Regions from separate parts of the Mus musculus genome. Here region 1 is linked to region 2. The links are chromatin contacts, called in public HiChIP or PLAC-seq maps. All regions are on one chromosome and are shown on one strand. The core of a region is the stretch at or near the end of the contact, and the rest is flanking DNA. Distances in the headings are between cores, read along the strand shown. Region 1 overlaps Gm30074 (a long non-coding RNA gene). Region 2 overlaps Maml3 (mastermind like transcriptional coactivator 3).

Region 1 (4,079 bases), core at 1,165-3,664, 170 kb before region 2:
AAGTCCATGAGCAGCACATGACCACCACTGAACCAATCACTATGATGCAATGGGCAGCAGGTAGAATTGAGAAGTCAGAAGTCTGTCTACCCCAGGATCCATGGGCAGAGGCATTCCTACATACACTATGTGGAAAGAACATTATGTTGGAGATTTGCCAGTGTTACTCAGAGTAGAGAACATTTTAGGAGTCTGTACAGCGAACCCAGGTTGTCTACCTAGTGTATTAGTTAGGTCCAGTCAGGTAGCAGAACCCATCTCAACTGTGTTACCAGAGCAAATAGAACATGCAATGGATTTCATACTTAGACAGTGCCACGGTGGTAGCTAATTTCCTGTGTCAGCTGACCAAATGCCCAGATAACTAATAGCATGGTATCTCTGGACTGTCAGTGAAAGTGTTCCAGAAGAGATTAGCACGCACATCATAAGACTCAGTAAAAGAGACAGTCCTCACCTGTTCTGGGAGACATCACCCAATCCCCTGAAAAAGCATAGAACAGAAGGTAAAGGAGTAAGGAGCCTCTCTCTGCTGGAGCTGGGACCCCATCGCTCCATGCCCTTCCTGGCTACTGGGACTCCATCCCTCCTGGCCTGCCAGGACCTCTCCTTCCCTACCTGGCCTGCTGGGATCCCACCCCTCCCTGCCCTCAGAAATTGATGCTTCTGGTTTGGGGATCTTAAGACTTGTAATGAGTGACATTGCAAATCCTCTTGGCCTTCAGCTGGTAGACAGCTGTTCATGGAACATCTTAGCCTCCACACCTGCAGGAATAAATCCCTCATGTGAAATAACTCTCTCCGTGCTCCTATACACACATATAGCTAGGTATAAATGATACAGATATCATTTATAGATACAGATTATACATGTGGGTGATACAGGTCATATATGAGCTTGAAACCATGTGCCCAGCCCCCAGAACCCATATTGTAGAAAGAGAGAACTGATTCTGCAACGTGTCTTCTGACCATGCCATGCGCTTGTTAAATCACATACACACACAAAATAAAATAAATGTGAACCCAAACCAAAAGGCCTGGTAATTCAAAAATACTACCATTCAGGTAGCATGGGGTTCACTGTTAAAAGAAGCACCTGCCAGTGCTTGTCTTAGGGAAAGAAGGAAAGAAGGTGGAGGTGTCAAAATCCAGAAGCTTGGTGACATCTTGCAGCAGGAGCATGGGCCTCTGGGAGTCACATGCCCAGCCGGCATCAGTGACAGAGGCAGATAGCACCAGGCTGGTCCCTGTGAGCATGAGACAAACTAAGTCCTGGATTCCCTTCCAACTGCGGGCAAGCACTGCATCCGTCTCCCGGGAGCTGCATTTACAGATCCATGCTAGCACAGCTGGCTTTTACAAGGTGTCAGGGATCAAGCAGCAAGCACTTTACCAGTTGAACCCTCTCCCTGGTCTTCTTTGTGGGGTGTTTGGTTGGTAGATGTGTTTTTAAGCTCAGGTTGATGTCTACGTTTCTATGCAACTAAAGGTGACTTCACTCTTTGGTTCTGCTTCCAGCTCCCTGTGCTGAAACTACAGGGTAGACCACCACAGAATGCGATGCTGGGGATTGAACCCAGGGCCTCATACCTGCTTATCCATCACTCTGCCAACTACAGTCCTGGAAGAGTATATTCTGTAAGCAATAAATGTCAGAACTGTCAAGTATGCTCTGATGAACTTTGGTACGGCCAATATTAAGCAATACAGCCCCTTGTGTCAACACCCTGAGAAGGCTCTACTTTTCAAACAAGATTAAAAGCAAAGCGATGACGCTATTAAGCCATGAATTCATTTTGGGCTTCTTGTTAGCGGTAGGTCTTCTATTAATAAACCAGTAATAAATAACAATTGTTCCAAATAACAATAAACTTCTAGGGGAAAATAGAGATCTAGAAATTAGTCACAACTGACTTGGGGCATGCTGGAAATTATGAATACACTCTAATTTAAACTAAGTGCTTTACAGTTTTTTTAAAATTTGCTCACATCTATCTTGTTATTTAATCCTCATAGAAATTGAGTGGCGAGTTTTGGCTAATCATTCAGATGTGCATATCAAACTCACACACAGCACGCATACCCACACTCCCCACACACACAAGAGAGAGACAGACAGACAGAAACAGAGAGACAGGAAGCCAGAGACCGAGAAAAACACACAGCGACAGTTACCCTTGAGCCACAAAGAGTTTGGTAGGTTCGCCAAGTTTTCGATGGTAGAACAGGGTGAGGGGTCCAAGCTTTCTGAATCCCATAGGGTGGGGACCAAGTGTATCCCTGTGTGATGTCCTTAACACAGCCAGGTCAAGGGCCAATCTATGTCACGGGCCAGTCCTAGGGCCTTCCCCTGGGCTATGTGTGGATGTTAACCTTAAGCTAAAAACAGGAAGTGGAGAGAGTCATCCTGGATGGCTTCATGATCATGCCCCTTGAGACTGTTCTCCTACAGAGACCCCCTACTAGGTTTAGCTAACCCAGGTCCCCTTCATGTCATACATGATAAATGTGCTGAGTGTCGGGCATGCTGATGTGTCTCCATTTGAGGGCCTGTCTCGCCTGATCTTGACTTTACATTATTGTCTGACTATCGTTCATCGTTTTTTCCTTTCATATGAAACCTGCCCAGTCTACAACGTTACTTGCATGTATGTTTTCCGGGCTGACCATTTGGTATTGGGCAACCAGCTGACGTGCTCTTTCCTGGGGAAGACTTTTGCCTGCTCTCAGCTTCCTTAAGGTGTCTACAGGTCTTTGTCTAGGCTTGAGTCTCCTTGGGCTTTTCCCCCTTCCATGTTAGCATGCCTGTTGGTGTTTGTACAGGTCAAGTTGAGGCAGCCATGTTTCTCATCCAGAAAACTTGCCTTTGCAAGAGATGGAGGCCATTATGGAAAACCACAACCAATCAAAATGCAGAGTTGTGGAGCCCAGTCCCAATGGCTACATCTATAGTCAAACTCTTGCGTCCAAGGCTCAGGAGTCACCGTGGAAGAGGGGCGTACACTGTAAGAGCCAAAGGAACAGGGGGTTGCTGTAAGGTTGTGTGTCCCAGAAGCATCTGTCCTTCCTGAAGTCCGGTTTCTGGGACCCTGCCTCTTGGACTGAGGCACCACAGCCACCCAGTGCTACTTCTTGGTCATGTTTCAGCAAATATAAGCAGGGAGTATTGCCTCCTATTTCTTCCATGCAGTGGTGAAAGCTATCCTTCTAGGCAATACATGTGAAATGTGCCACACAGACTATTGGAAAACAAGCCACAGTAATAAAAACGATGTCTAATATTTGTTGCTTCTATGTCCTAAACACCTTTCTTTATGTAACCCCTAGAAATAGCTATAGGAATGTGTATTTCTTATAACTCCTTGTTAGGAATGAATAAAGAGAGCTTCAGGTGAGTTCCAAAGCTACTTGGCCTATCTTGATGTGGCAGTGCACACCATAACCTCAGCTTGGAGGGGGACAATCCCTAGGAATTCTAGACAAGCCCGGGGCTACAGAAAGAGTCTGAAGCCAGCCTAGAAAACATAGTAAAACTCTGTCTCAAAAAAAAGATCAAATTACTTTAATTGAAATCAAGCCACTTGTCTGGTAAATTACAGAATAAGGGTCAGTGAGGGGTTGTCTGATCCCAACGCCACTCTCCTCCCCGCTCTTAGCTGCAGGCTCAGAACCTGCTCTACCTGCGGATCCATCCTGTCTTTCTTGAATTCAGAGTATCTGAGAAGAGTGTGAGGACACAGTCTCCCGTAAAGAGCATGAGGTTATGACCTAACACCTAGGAAAGGGAGACTCACTCTGAAGCTTTCATTTGCTGTGCAGTTGTGATGTAAACCTTTCTTCCCATGATTAACAGAGCCTGACTGCATCAGGCACGGCCTCCTCCGCGGCATTGACCTCTGGTTTGCCTCCATTAGAGCAGGTTACCAGAAGGGTAGCCATTGACCAGAAAAGCCGCCCTTTCCTCTGACGTTAATATCCGTAAGTGTAAGATGCTGTATAAAGTCCTGTTATTACCTAATTAGCTGTAGTGGATAATGATTTTCATATTCTAAGCCTGAAGATGGGAAGTAAAATTC
Region 2 (4,050 bases), core at 934-3,433:
CTACTTTGTCTTGCTTTTATGTATGCTCTCGGAATTCCACTCATGTCTTTGTGCTTATAGGGTAAGAAAACATTTTACCAACACAGCCATCTCTCTGGTCAACTTGCTTTCCCTACCCCACCCCCACCTGCTGCTACCAGTGTGTGTGTGTGTGTGTCTGTCTGTCTGTCTGTCTGTCTCTCTGTCGGTCTGTTAGGTAAGCAGGACAGGCTTCTGTCATAGCTAAAGTTGTGTATAAGTACCTCTAGTCCGTCTGTGTGTTAATTTAGGTTGCATGCATAATGTTATTTCAGGTTAGTGAGTTGCTGTAGGACATACCTACCTCTATAGTGGACTGAACCTGCTTCTGAGATAGACATTCAACAACTGCTCCAGTGGATTTGGAGGCTAGTTTGATGTCGGTTCACGCACATCTGGGCATGGGCATTTTACCATCCCTTGCCCTTTCGTCTGCTGAAGAGCTGTACAGATCTTGCTTGGCATTTTGACTTGGTATTTCCCAGCTGCTGCAAATCCGCCAAGCAGGGACTTGACATTGGCACTTTGAGGCCACTCCGTAGCAGGTTGGTTTGTAAAGAGATGCTAAATTTGCTGAGATAGTGAAAAGCTGGCATGTATTTATTTTGGGAAGAGACAGACTCTTGTGAAATAGGGGCCCATTCTGGAAGAACTTGTACCACTCATTCATCTCGCCTTGTGCACGGAGCTGTAATGCTACAGCTGTCACCCGTTTTCAATGAGCGATTGTCATATTGTCAATCCACGATAATACAGAACAATTTCTATTCTCCATGTTGAAGCATCGCCTTTGTAGTGCAATTCAGTTCGTATTAACAATGCTTTGATGACAATTCCTTCCCACTCCACCCTTCCAGCCCTCCCTCTCGCCATTTCTGAACCAGAGGAAATCGTATTTTGACAATATCTCTAGTGTTACCAATTTTCTGCTTTAAAACATTTTGGGCCCAGAGTCCTCGCTGAAACTGCAGAAAGCACACCGATCTATTTCCTTTTTTTTTTTTTTTTTTTTTTGAGAAGAAAAAAAAACCCAACCAACCAACAACATCAACAACAAAAACCTAACTCTCTGGGGATTGGGTAGTGACTTGCCCAGCAGAACTAAAAGTATTTTTAACCATTCCTTATTTCTTCTTAAAACATTTCTATAAAAAAGAAATGGCATATGCCTTATTATTCCCTTTCACGAGGAACATATTAGAAATCAGCTCCTTTGGCTTTGGTGTTTTCAAGATAGCCATCCGTGAGCTTGGCTGTTTTCCCAGTTCTGAGTGATGGCAGTCCTAGACCTGGCATTACTGCCCCAATGGATCAGTACTTGATGAGTCGCCCTAGAGGTAAAGTTGGTTCTGGGTGTGAGCGCTCCCCGTGTATCTTAACTGTCACAATTCACTGTTTTAAGCTGGTTGAGTGTTGAGCTTTTTCTGAACCCTCTCAAGAGCTAGATCTGGGTAGACACAGGAGTGATTCAGACCCACCGTGCACACTTGTATAATCCGGGCCAGGACCAACACTGTAGATCTAAAATGCAGTTATCCTGATGGCTTCGGGATGTTTTCATTGTACTCATTTAAAAATTTCTCACCAGGGAAGTTGGAACGATGGGAAATTTTATATGGTCCCAAATGCCCCAGATGACTGGTTTATACTTTGACCTTAGAAAGGATAAAAAAAAAAGAAGAAGGTAAAACAAGTCAGTGCTTTTGAATAGGTTTCAAATATAGGAGAGCCAAATTGCGCGCACTGAGCGAGGGAACGAATTGAGCAGAGCTTTAGGTAAATGAATGTGGATGTGATGGACCTCAGTGGGAACTTGGGAGGTAAAGGGAAGAGAGGAACAACCTGAAAATGTGTATAGCATGTCCATAGAGCCGTGGCTTCTGAGAACAGCCTTGACTTTGAATAGCTTGTTGCTTTGTCCCTATAGGTGGACTTGCTTTCTCCCCGACCCCTATCCCGATGCAGCCCGATATCGCTGAGCTATTCAGGGCGCTCTGCTACCCTACTCTTGAGGTCTCAGGAAGGTGAAAACCAAGTCTTGCCCAATAGCTTGGGACAGGAAGTGGAGAGGACCGCTAACTGAAACTTGAGACTGTATGTAAAGTCCGTGCCAGAGTGGCAGGGCAGATGTTTCTTCTCTAACAGGAAGCACCCGTGGCCCACAGGAAGCGCCAGAGTCCCTCACACATGTCATCCTGTATTCGCATCTCTGCATCACTGCGTGGTCACGTGGGCTCTGTGTGACTGGAAACAAAGGCGGGACCACGGGGGAAGGAATACACCACGTGATTATTTACCCAGCCCTTTTTTTTTTTTTTTTTTAAAGATTTATTTATTGATTATATGTAAGTACACTGTAGCTGTCTTCAGACACTCCAGAAGAGGGAGTCAGATCTCGTTGGGGATGGTTGTGAGCCACCATGTGGTTGCTGGGACTTGAACTCTGGACCCTCGGAAGAGCAGTCGGGCGCTCCTACCCACTGAGCCATCTCGCCAGCCCCCCCTTTTTTTTTAAGTATACATAGCATTGCCTGCAGCCCTTCAAGCCACAAGTTAGACATAGCCACTGTAGCTGTTCCATTTATCCACCTATTCATCTGTGCACCCTAATAAAATGGTCAGTTGCGCGGGGTCTGCAGTCTGACCGCTGGGTTCAATCCCAGCTCCCCCATGAAGGTAGAAGTTAGGGACTTCACTTACATGCTGTTAGTAAGTCACAAATAGTAACTCGGTATGTCTTGAGACGGGAGGGAATCAGGGAGTGAGTGGGTTTCTATAGAAGGCCTTTAGACCGCACTGAAGAGTTGCTGTTTTATTTACCCATCTCTTGAAAAAGAGATCGCTACACATGTAGTTTTGCAGAAAGTCCATCTTTCTGGATGACAGAATTACAGCCTTCTCCTTTAAGTCCCTGGATGCATTGTTTTTCTTGGTATTTATCATTGTCTAGACATTTTAAAAAGAATAGATATTTTTAAAACAATGCCAGGGCTGAGACCTTTAGTCCATTGGAGGGAGGAGCTCTGAATTCAACTCTGCTTGTTTGATATTGAGTAGTTAGTTCATCATCTGGCCTTCCCCTCTATACTTCTGTCTTCTACCTCGATCTTTCTTTACTTCTGACTCTCTTTATTTTCTGACCTTTGGCCTACTGCCCATGGAGGCAGATAGCTCTGTGTGTGCAGCCGTTCTTGTTCATGGCTGTTCTGAGACCCAGTCACACACTGGTAAAACTCACCTCTTGAAAAATCTTGATAAATCAGTTTGCATTTATAAAGAATTGGTAACTAAGCAACTGTCACTATAAGACAAAGTAAAGTATTATGTTGAATGTTGAGTACACAGAAGTTTAAAAACTAGCGACTGTGACTCACCACAATCCAACGATTGGATGTTGTCACCGTGGAAGCCCTAGAGACTGAGTGTCAGGGGCGAGTTTAATGGCTCAGCCACTTGATAAGTGGCAATTGTAGTTCCGTGTTTTCAGGGACTTGAGTCGAATTAGCTGTATTAGCTCGGATTGTCAAGATGTCTAAGGAATGGAAGGGGGTGTCATCGCTTGTGTTTATGTAACAGTGGAAGAACACTGTTATTATACATGACGCTTATATTTGAATCCTAGTTAAAACAGGGAAGAGTTGGCTCCTGGGCTGATTCCCCTGCTCTAGTTAGATAAGGGCAGTACGAAAGGCGTAAATACGGCAATCACTCTCAGCACATTTTCATTTCTCACAAAGTGGTGATATCCTCGTGGCTGGCATTTTCAGCTCTGCCTTGCTGACTTTTAGAGGGGCTTTAAAGTGCTCGTCTCTGTTGAACGCAGGGCTCGATGGGCTGCGGCACAGCCTATGCGTCAGGGTCTGGACCACACCGACCTTGAATTAGAGGCAGAGGGGCTGTGTACACTCAGGTGAGAGGATTCCTCCCCCTCCACTTGAAGATGGGAACAGGGTTTCTCTGTGTAGCCCTGGCTGCCCTGGATTCACTCTATAGACCAGGCTGGCTTCAAATTCAGAGATCTGCCTGCCAGAG

What was found. HiChIP or PLAC-seq counts read pairs in DNA pulled down with a chosen protein or histone mark.
Region 1: a contact with region 2 is called in an H3K27ac HiChIP or PLAC-seq map of regulatory T cells, with 2.8 times the contacts expected there. The contact joins two enhancer-like sites. A contact is called at or near these places in 3 of 484 Hi-C or Micro-C datasets (ECoMG-derived neutrophils, bone marrow-derived macrophages and conventional type 1 dendritic cells) and 6 of 115 datasets of contacts at active chromatin or transcription factors (bone marrow-derived dendritic cells, bone marrow-derived macrophages, embryonic basal ganglia and 3 more).

The regions. Positions count from the first base shown.
Region 1 is chr3:52,169,111-52,173,189 of GRCm38.p6, reverse strand. Gm30074 (a long non-coding RNA gene) reads left to right here. Exons shown (of 3, transcript XR_867257.3): 3 at 1,522-2,109. Among named protein-coding and RNA genes, the nearest start is that of Gm30074, 8.9 kb to the left of the region's middle. Within about 2 kb of position 2,414, at least 15 of the 459 cell types and tissues checked have an H3K27ac peak or open chromatin away from gene starts, as enhancers often do. A contact at or near this core is called in regulatory T cells, where this site is marked.
Region 2 is chr3:51,998,369-52,002,418 of GRCm38.p6, reverse strand. The region is part of intron 1 of Maml3 (mastermind like transcriptional coactivator 3); the gene reads left to right. Among named protein-coding and RNA genes, the nearest start is that of Maml3, 100 kb to the left of the region's middle. Within about 2 kb of position 2,183, at least 81 of the 459 cell types and tissues checked have an H3K27ac peak or open chromatin away from gene starts, as enhancers often do. A contact at or near this core is called in regulatory T cells, where this site is marked.